Regions from separate parts of the Sus scrofa genome. Here region 2 is linked to region 1. The links are chromatin contacts, called in public HiChIP or PLAC-seq maps. All regions are on one chromosome and are shown on one strand. The core of a region is the stretch at or near the end of the contact, and the rest is flanking DNA. Distances in the headings are between cores, read along the strand shown. Region 1 holds the start of ERAP1 (endoplasmic reticulum aminopeptidase 1). Region 2 holds the start of LOC100511185 (2'-5'-oligoadenylate synthase 3-like).

Region 1 (3,528 bases), core at 589-3,088:
TCTTTGGGGACAGACCACCACACAGCCTTATAAGCATCCAAAGGATTTTGGTTCTATCCTAGGGGCAATAAGAAGCCACTGGATTTTGATCTCGGGGACCTTAGGATCTGGTTGACGCCTTAAGAAAATCATCTTGGTTGCTGTGTGGGGTGTGAGGACTGAGAAGAAGGGAAGGCCAGTTAGAAAGTAGTCTAGACAGAGTAAGTACGATGGTGGTTTGTATTGGAGTGATGTCAACAGAAATCAGGGCAGGGGGCTGGGGACACAGAGAGATGGAGATATTCAACATCCATATTTACGGTGGATTAGAAGTGGCGAGTGAAAGGACAGGACTATCAGGATGGCTGCCAGGTTTCTAAAATGAACATCTGGGTGGTCATAGGTGCCCTTTATTGAAATGGGAAGGCCAGAGGTGGAATGGGTTTAAAAGAGAGGAGAGGGAATCAAGGTTTAGTTTTAAATATATTGAATGTGTGATGTCTAAGAGATATCCAAGGGGAAGCATCAAGAAGGCAGTTAAATATACACAGATTGAGAACAGAGAGAGAAGAGTTTTAAAAGAATTTCCTGTACTTGACTGCACTCTTTTAAAGTTTCAAAAAGTACCTTCCTTTGTCATCTGATCTTACTAAAAGCTTCTTCACAATCAATGTGGATGAAAATGTGGCAGTAACGGAGTACTTAACTTACCTCATAGCCAGGAAGAGTTCAAGACACTTTAGGAACCTTACTGCCTTTGGTGAGTGTGACTTTTCCCATTCACACAAGAAGTCAGGGGCAACTCATCCTGGGCTATGTCACCTTCCCTTTATTGGGACACTATGGGATGTGAAATTCATCATCAACAGGACCTTCTTCCAACATGCTCTGAACAATGAAATTAACAAGCCCTAATAACAGCATGTCACTGCTGGTAAATGATACAGATGTTGAATTAATTCGATATTTAACACAGTGGAATTTTTTTCTATTTAGACCCACCTGAAAATGTGCTACAGTACAGTTACAACGTCTTGGAAAAAGAGACAATGCTGGCCAATTTTTAGAAGTATTTTTTGAAATTATTGACCGCATCCTGAGTTGAGAGCAAATATTCTGTGCATTTAATAGAAAACAAAGCATTCTTTCTGAATGTGGCCTCAAACAAACAAACAAACAAACAACTCCATGAAAAGGGTGAGGAAGTGTCTGCACTTCCTCCTTCTTATGAAATTAACTTGCAGGTCCAACTGGTGAGAAAGGCACCCAAAGCGGAAATTTTAATTTGCTCAAACAGGAGTGTTTTAACTCTGAATAAACCCTGGCGGCGCCAGAGCCAAAGTGAGGACAGAAAACTGCTGGCAAGAAGTACAGGAGAAGCAAGGAGAGAAACGATCTTGAGGACACTCACAGAGGTTCCCACAACACTCCTGCGCCTGGAAGTAACCAAAGCCGCGTTCCAGTCTCTGACTACTAGCCACATGGTACCCTCCTTGGCCTAACCCCACCGTCCGTCCACCGGTCCCTCCACTTGGCCCTACTCAGGTGTCAGGTGGACCGGGCGCCGGCAGGAACCCAGGCTCCAGCGAGTGCAGAGGGAGGCTTCTGCCAGCCGCCTGGCCATGGGACTGAGTGGAGCAAGACCACCACCGGCCCTGCGCTCCTGGCCATCTCCCAGTAGAAAAGAGGGACAAGGACAGCAGCGGTACTGGGCTGGCGCCAACCCCGCCACCTTACCTGTGGACGCCACCCTCCCTGTGGACTCGATCCCCAGATCCCCAGGCCACACGAGACGCAGCCTCCTGGTCCTCCTCCTCCCCTTGCTCCAGGCCCCCGGGGCCTCCCCCCTCAGAGAGGATGCCCAGGTCATGCCCTTGCCCAGCCCTGTAGCCCCCTCCCAGCGGAGCGCACTGGGGAGGGGCTCCCTGTACCTGGGGCTCCGGACCACGCTGGCTGGCCCTTGCTCCTCTGCAGCCTGCCCTGCCCTTGCCGGCACAGGGACCGAAAGTGAAAGTAGAACCGGAGCTGCAGGCGGCGTGCGGGGTGCTGGGCCGAGCCGGGGCAGGCGCAGGGAGGCCCCTAGCCGAGGTGGGAGCTGGGGAAGGGAAAACCCGGGTATGGGGCTGAGTGGACACCATTGTTCCCCAGAGGCGAATTCACAAAACAGTGCTGTTTGCGTGTGGGAAACAGCAGGGTTATGATACAGGAGGGACCTGGCGGAGAGGGGCTCCCCTTTCGGAACGCAGATCATTTTCTCCGTCTCTGGACGGTTATTGTTGCTTTTTCATAGATTAGCCTTCGGTTCGGCCGAGGTTTGTGGGTTAGGAGGGGGCTAATGCGTTTAGAGGGCCATCCACTGACTGGATGCCCCCACCCAGAAATAGCTCGAAGCTCGTTGGACTCAAGGGATGTCCATCATCTCGCCTCTACAAATGGGCTGAGAGCTCTGAGAGCTCGTGGCCCGCCTCAGAGAAACAGAATCCGGAAGGACTCTTTGTTTCTGCCAAACACTGAATCCCCTGGGTCTCAGTGGGCTGGCCTTTGGGTTGTAGAAGGATTTGGCTAAGAGTGCGAAATAGGTGGAAGCGGGATGTAGCTGGTCCGAACTGCTCCACCATGACCCAGAAGTTTGCTGCTCCCCACATGAAAACGTTCTCCCTGCTTTTTCAAATCAGGTCACCGTTTCTATGCTCCTCTTAGAACACTGAACCTGGATGAAAGGTCGCCAAAAGCCCATCTTGAAACATTTGAAGGTAAATGCAGTAACAAGCCAAGAAAACACAAATATTTATACTCACCAAATGCTGGCCCCTCTGCGACTTATTCTCACTCTACTCAAGCTTTCTCCTTTCATTTCCTTCTCTGCCGCCCTGCCTTGGAAAACGGGGGGGGGGGGGGTTCCAAGTTGCTAGAATAGTATTTCTCAGCTTTTCTGTCTTCCATCTTATGCCTCCTTTTGAAAAAATATATTTTGTTCTGCATATTCTCTCCAGTCAAAGATATTCTGTAATATAAACTTAATACCCTGTCCCCAGGCCCAATCAGAGTGGGATCAAGGGAAATGTCTACACTTCTACAAGGAGCCAGTTTGGGATCAGGTAATTTGCACGTTTGAACTGCAGCAGGGCTGTCAGTGGCTCGCTATAACCTCCAAGGCCTCTGGGTGTCAGTGAGTGATCCTGCTTTGCTCAGATGAGAGATTTCTGTTCAGTAAACGCACGCATTTCTTTGTTTTCATATTTTTATTACAGGATATGCTGTTTTCCCTTCAGTTTCTATTTAGTGTCTTTTGAAATATTTCTTGAAAGTCAGGATGGAAGGAACTGAAGGCGCCCCAACAGACAGGAGGCTGCCAGGAGTGACATGTGAGAAGGCAGGAGGAGAGGAAGGTCTTTACAGACACCTGGGCAGAGGGATCAGGAATGAAATGTCAGCAAGGAGAAAGCTGACACCAGGCTTTTCTCTCACAGCTCCACCCTCACGCAGACTTTGGACTTGGTTACACCCGGCTAAGACTCCCTCTTCAGAATCCAAGTGCACTACAAATAA
Region 2 (3,528 bases), core at 295-2,794, 300 kb after region 1:
TGATGTATGCACTAGACTAGTGGCTTCAAACATTTTGACTTCTACCCAAAGAAAGACATAGAGTAAATACGTATGGTAATAGATACCACCATGGATTACTCTGTAGCAATTAAAAAGAATGGACTCCAGTATAGGTAGTGTCTTTTCAATTCGTTTAATTTTATATAACTTATTAAAAAAAAACAAGCCTCCAAAGTAAGGAACATTTTGTAAGAACATACATGGAGCAAAAAAGATAATACAATAGACGCATTAAATGTTTGCCTGTGGGGGACAAGGAAGGGAATGGAAATGTAGGATGGGGAAAAGGGAAATAAAACAAAAGAAAGGACTTAATGCTCACCAATGAGAAGACATTACACAAACAAGTTAGTGATACTGAGATCTTACAAAATGCATTTTACCGTGCAACCCAGTACACAAATGTATATGTTTAGCTGTAAAAATGTTTCACGCATCATAATTTACCTTCGCTATGTTCAATATTCTCTAGTTTTGTCCTATTTGACTTTTTCCTTTTTTAAAAATTTTGTTGAAGTATAGTCGATTTAAAATGCTGTGTTAATTTCTGCTGTGGAGCGTAGTGAATCTACTATATATATGTATTCTTTTTCACTTTATTCATATTTTTCATATTTGTTGTTTTTAAAAGCTGGCCACTTAAATTGCTAAATTGCTTTCACAGATTCCTAATGTGACAGGACCCACTGCTGGGGAAGTGAACCCTCTCTCAGTGAAAAGAGCACTTGCTCAGTAGCAGATCATTCAAATTTGACAAAAACTCCAAAACCAATGATGTACTGAAGTTTGTTAGGAGTGAAAACAGTTCGCTTTTCTTTCATTTTATACCGTTACATTTTGGATTCATTTCTAATTCTTATTGAAACTTAGAACTACAACATAGTGTGTGAAAAATGGTCCCCCAAAGATGTCCACATCCTAATCTCTGGAACCTTTGAATTAGTTACCTTACATGGCAAAGGAAAATTAAGTTTGTAGATAGCATTTAGGTTGTTAATAGCCGACCTTAAAAGGAGATTATCCTGGATTATCTAGCTGTGCCCAATGGAATCACAAGGGTTCTTCAGAGTGGAAGAAGGAGAGAGAAGAGGATATCAGAATAGCTGGATGTGAAGAGGATCCCTTTTGCTTTTGCAGACTCTGAAGACAGAGGAAGGGAGCCAACAGCCAAGGAATGTGTGTCACTTTTAGGAGCTGGAAAAAGCAGGAAATAGATCTTACTCAGAGCCTCCAGAAAGGAATGCAGCCTGAGTAATGCTTTGATTTTAGTCTGGTGTGACCAACATCAGACTTCTGGCCTATGGAACTATAAAATGATAATTTTATATGTTTAAGCCACTAAAGTTGGTGGCAATCTGTTACAGCAGCAGATGCAAAATAATCTGCGAGTATACTTAGAAAAATGTAATGTAACCACTTGCTTAGAAACTGGTAACTACAAATCCCATAATTCTTACCTCTGAGAAAGGAGCTCTAAGCTTCAAACAAGTTATTACAAATGCAAGTAGAGTTACTTAGCAACAAGAAAATCAACAGTTTCAGAAGCAGCCAGCTGAAGATTAGACTTTGCCAACATCTTCTTCCAGACTGCGTCTCTTGGTATAAACTTCTACTTTTCTTTAAAAAAAAAAAAAACTATTTAACTTTGAAAAAATCGAGAGTTAATTTGAAAGATATGTAGAAATCATCACTCAGGATAATTTTCTCAGATATAGGAATTCATTGGGTGGTAAAAAAGGAAGAAACAAAGGCTCTGAGAGTCCCTGAGTGAAGATACTATCTAAATCAGCAGTTAATATCTCTGGGATCTTAGATCCATTTGAAAACGCTTATTAGAAAAATGTATGTATATTCATATATACACAAAATTTTGCATTTGTTTTATTGGTTTTACAGCCTCCTTAATGTTTATAAACTTAGGTTACAAGCAGCTGATGTAAATGGATATTTTCATGATACCATGCTTGATTTTGGTGAGGAATACATTTCCTGGAAAACATTCCTGTGATAGAACACAAATTAGCACACCAGAGAAAATGTTATCTTTATCGTAGGTAACAGTGAGGAATTAGATTTTCTTCAAAGGGCTTATTTATTTATTTATTTATTTATTTATTTTGGCATCAACAGGATCTAAATCACTGGGAAAGGATGTGGGCTCTTAAACTGTACAACTGTGAGCTCTGTGGGAGTGATTTTGTGAGCTGCACGGCTCTGAGGTATCACTTTCAACAGAAGCATCTTGGAAAAGTTCACTGCGAAAAATGTGGCCAAGAAGTCCCGGGGGATAAGCTCCAAGATCACAGCAAGGTACCTGGGTGCACATGGGAGGAAGTTGAGAACCTCCCACTTTTTCTAAAATATTCATGCTTTTTGTCCATTGGCTTTAAGTCTCTTATGAAGATTTATTAACAGAAAATGAAAAGTTAAAACTCATGACCCGAGGCCATGGGTGGCATGCAGTGGACAAAGCTGTCCATCCCAGTCTTCTCAGCTATAAAGGGCCATCTCAGGGCTGCTGTGAAGGACACTCCACAGAGTTCCCTGGACACAAATGTTATACCCAGGACACTGCTATTATTATAGTTATGATTCCAAAGGACTTATCTAGGGATAGGGTTCTCACAGTCCTGGAATTTTTCACTTTCAGTGTGACCTTAGAGGCAGACTAATGTCCTTCCTTCCTTCCTCCTCCTCATTTTACAAATGAGTAATCAAAGATGCAATTCAGCTGACTGATTTGCCCAAGGCCTGAGAAAGTAAATGTCAGAAAAAGAGCTAGGGTCTCATTCTTCTGATTTTATGAAATGAAACCTAGTACTTTTTAAAAGATCATTTTTTCAGCACTGTGGTTCTCATGGTTCTTCACTTTATTAATCTATTGCAGTTTTCCATCTGCAACAAAGAAAAAAAAAAAACTAATGGATTTTGTTCTGTTTTGAGAATACAGAATGAGAATTCACCGGACCCATGAATGAGCGCATTTCTTGAGAAGTCAAATGAAATCTGGCAGATTGCTCAAAAAGCTTTTGTAATTCCTGTGTTAAGTATTTACTTTTGCTCAGTCTATATCTCACAGGTCAACCATGGAGACACACAGCTAAACTGGGTAAATCTAGAAGAAAGGAATATAATGCATAAGGCTACAAAAATATCAAAATCCTGTAGAATGTGTTGTAGGCACTTTGGAACAATCCTTAGTCGGGAGAACCATGAAAGACAAGAGCATCACTTCACAGCCAGTAAAAGAGGTAAAGGAGATCCTGGGTGCTTTCCCTCTGTGGGTGTTCACACAACATAGGAACCATACTGTGGTTTCCCTTCTCCAGGTTGTGGAAACAGATTGTTTCCAAAAAGAGAAAAGAGAGGATAGAACTAGGATGTGGCCTGAAACTAAATACACTTGGAATGGCAGGAGGAGAGGGTAATTCTGCAGAGCCTCTTTTGAGGAGAAACTGGGACACCGAGACATTGTGCAAAGAGACCGCAGAGAAGCACAACTCTGGG

What was found. HiChIP or PLAC-seq counts read pairs in DNA pulled down with a chosen protein or histone mark.
Region 2: an H3K27ac HiChIP or PLAC-seq map of skeletal muscle shows a contact between it and region 1. The contact joins the promoter of LOC100511185 here to the promoter of ERAP1 in region 1. A contact is called at or near these places in 1 of 5 promoter capture datasets (liver) and 1 of 2 datasets of contacts at active chromatin or transcription factors (skeletal muscle).

The regions. Positions count from the first base shown.
Region 1 is chr2:103,413,228-103,416,755 of Sscrofa11.1, forward strand. It overlaps ERAP1 (endoplasmic reticulum aminopeptidase 1), which reads right to left and starts at 1,839. Exons shown (of 21, transcript XM_021085396.1): 1 at 1,717-1,839.
Region 2 is chr2:103,715,187-103,718,714 of Sscrofa11.1, forward strand. It overlaps LOC100511185 (2'-5'-oligoadenylate synthase 3-like), which reads left to right and starts at 1,545. Exons shown (of 9, transcript XM_013994999.2): 1 at 1,545-1,620; 2 at 2,152-2,331; 3 at 3,087-3,272. The coding sequence starts at 3,155.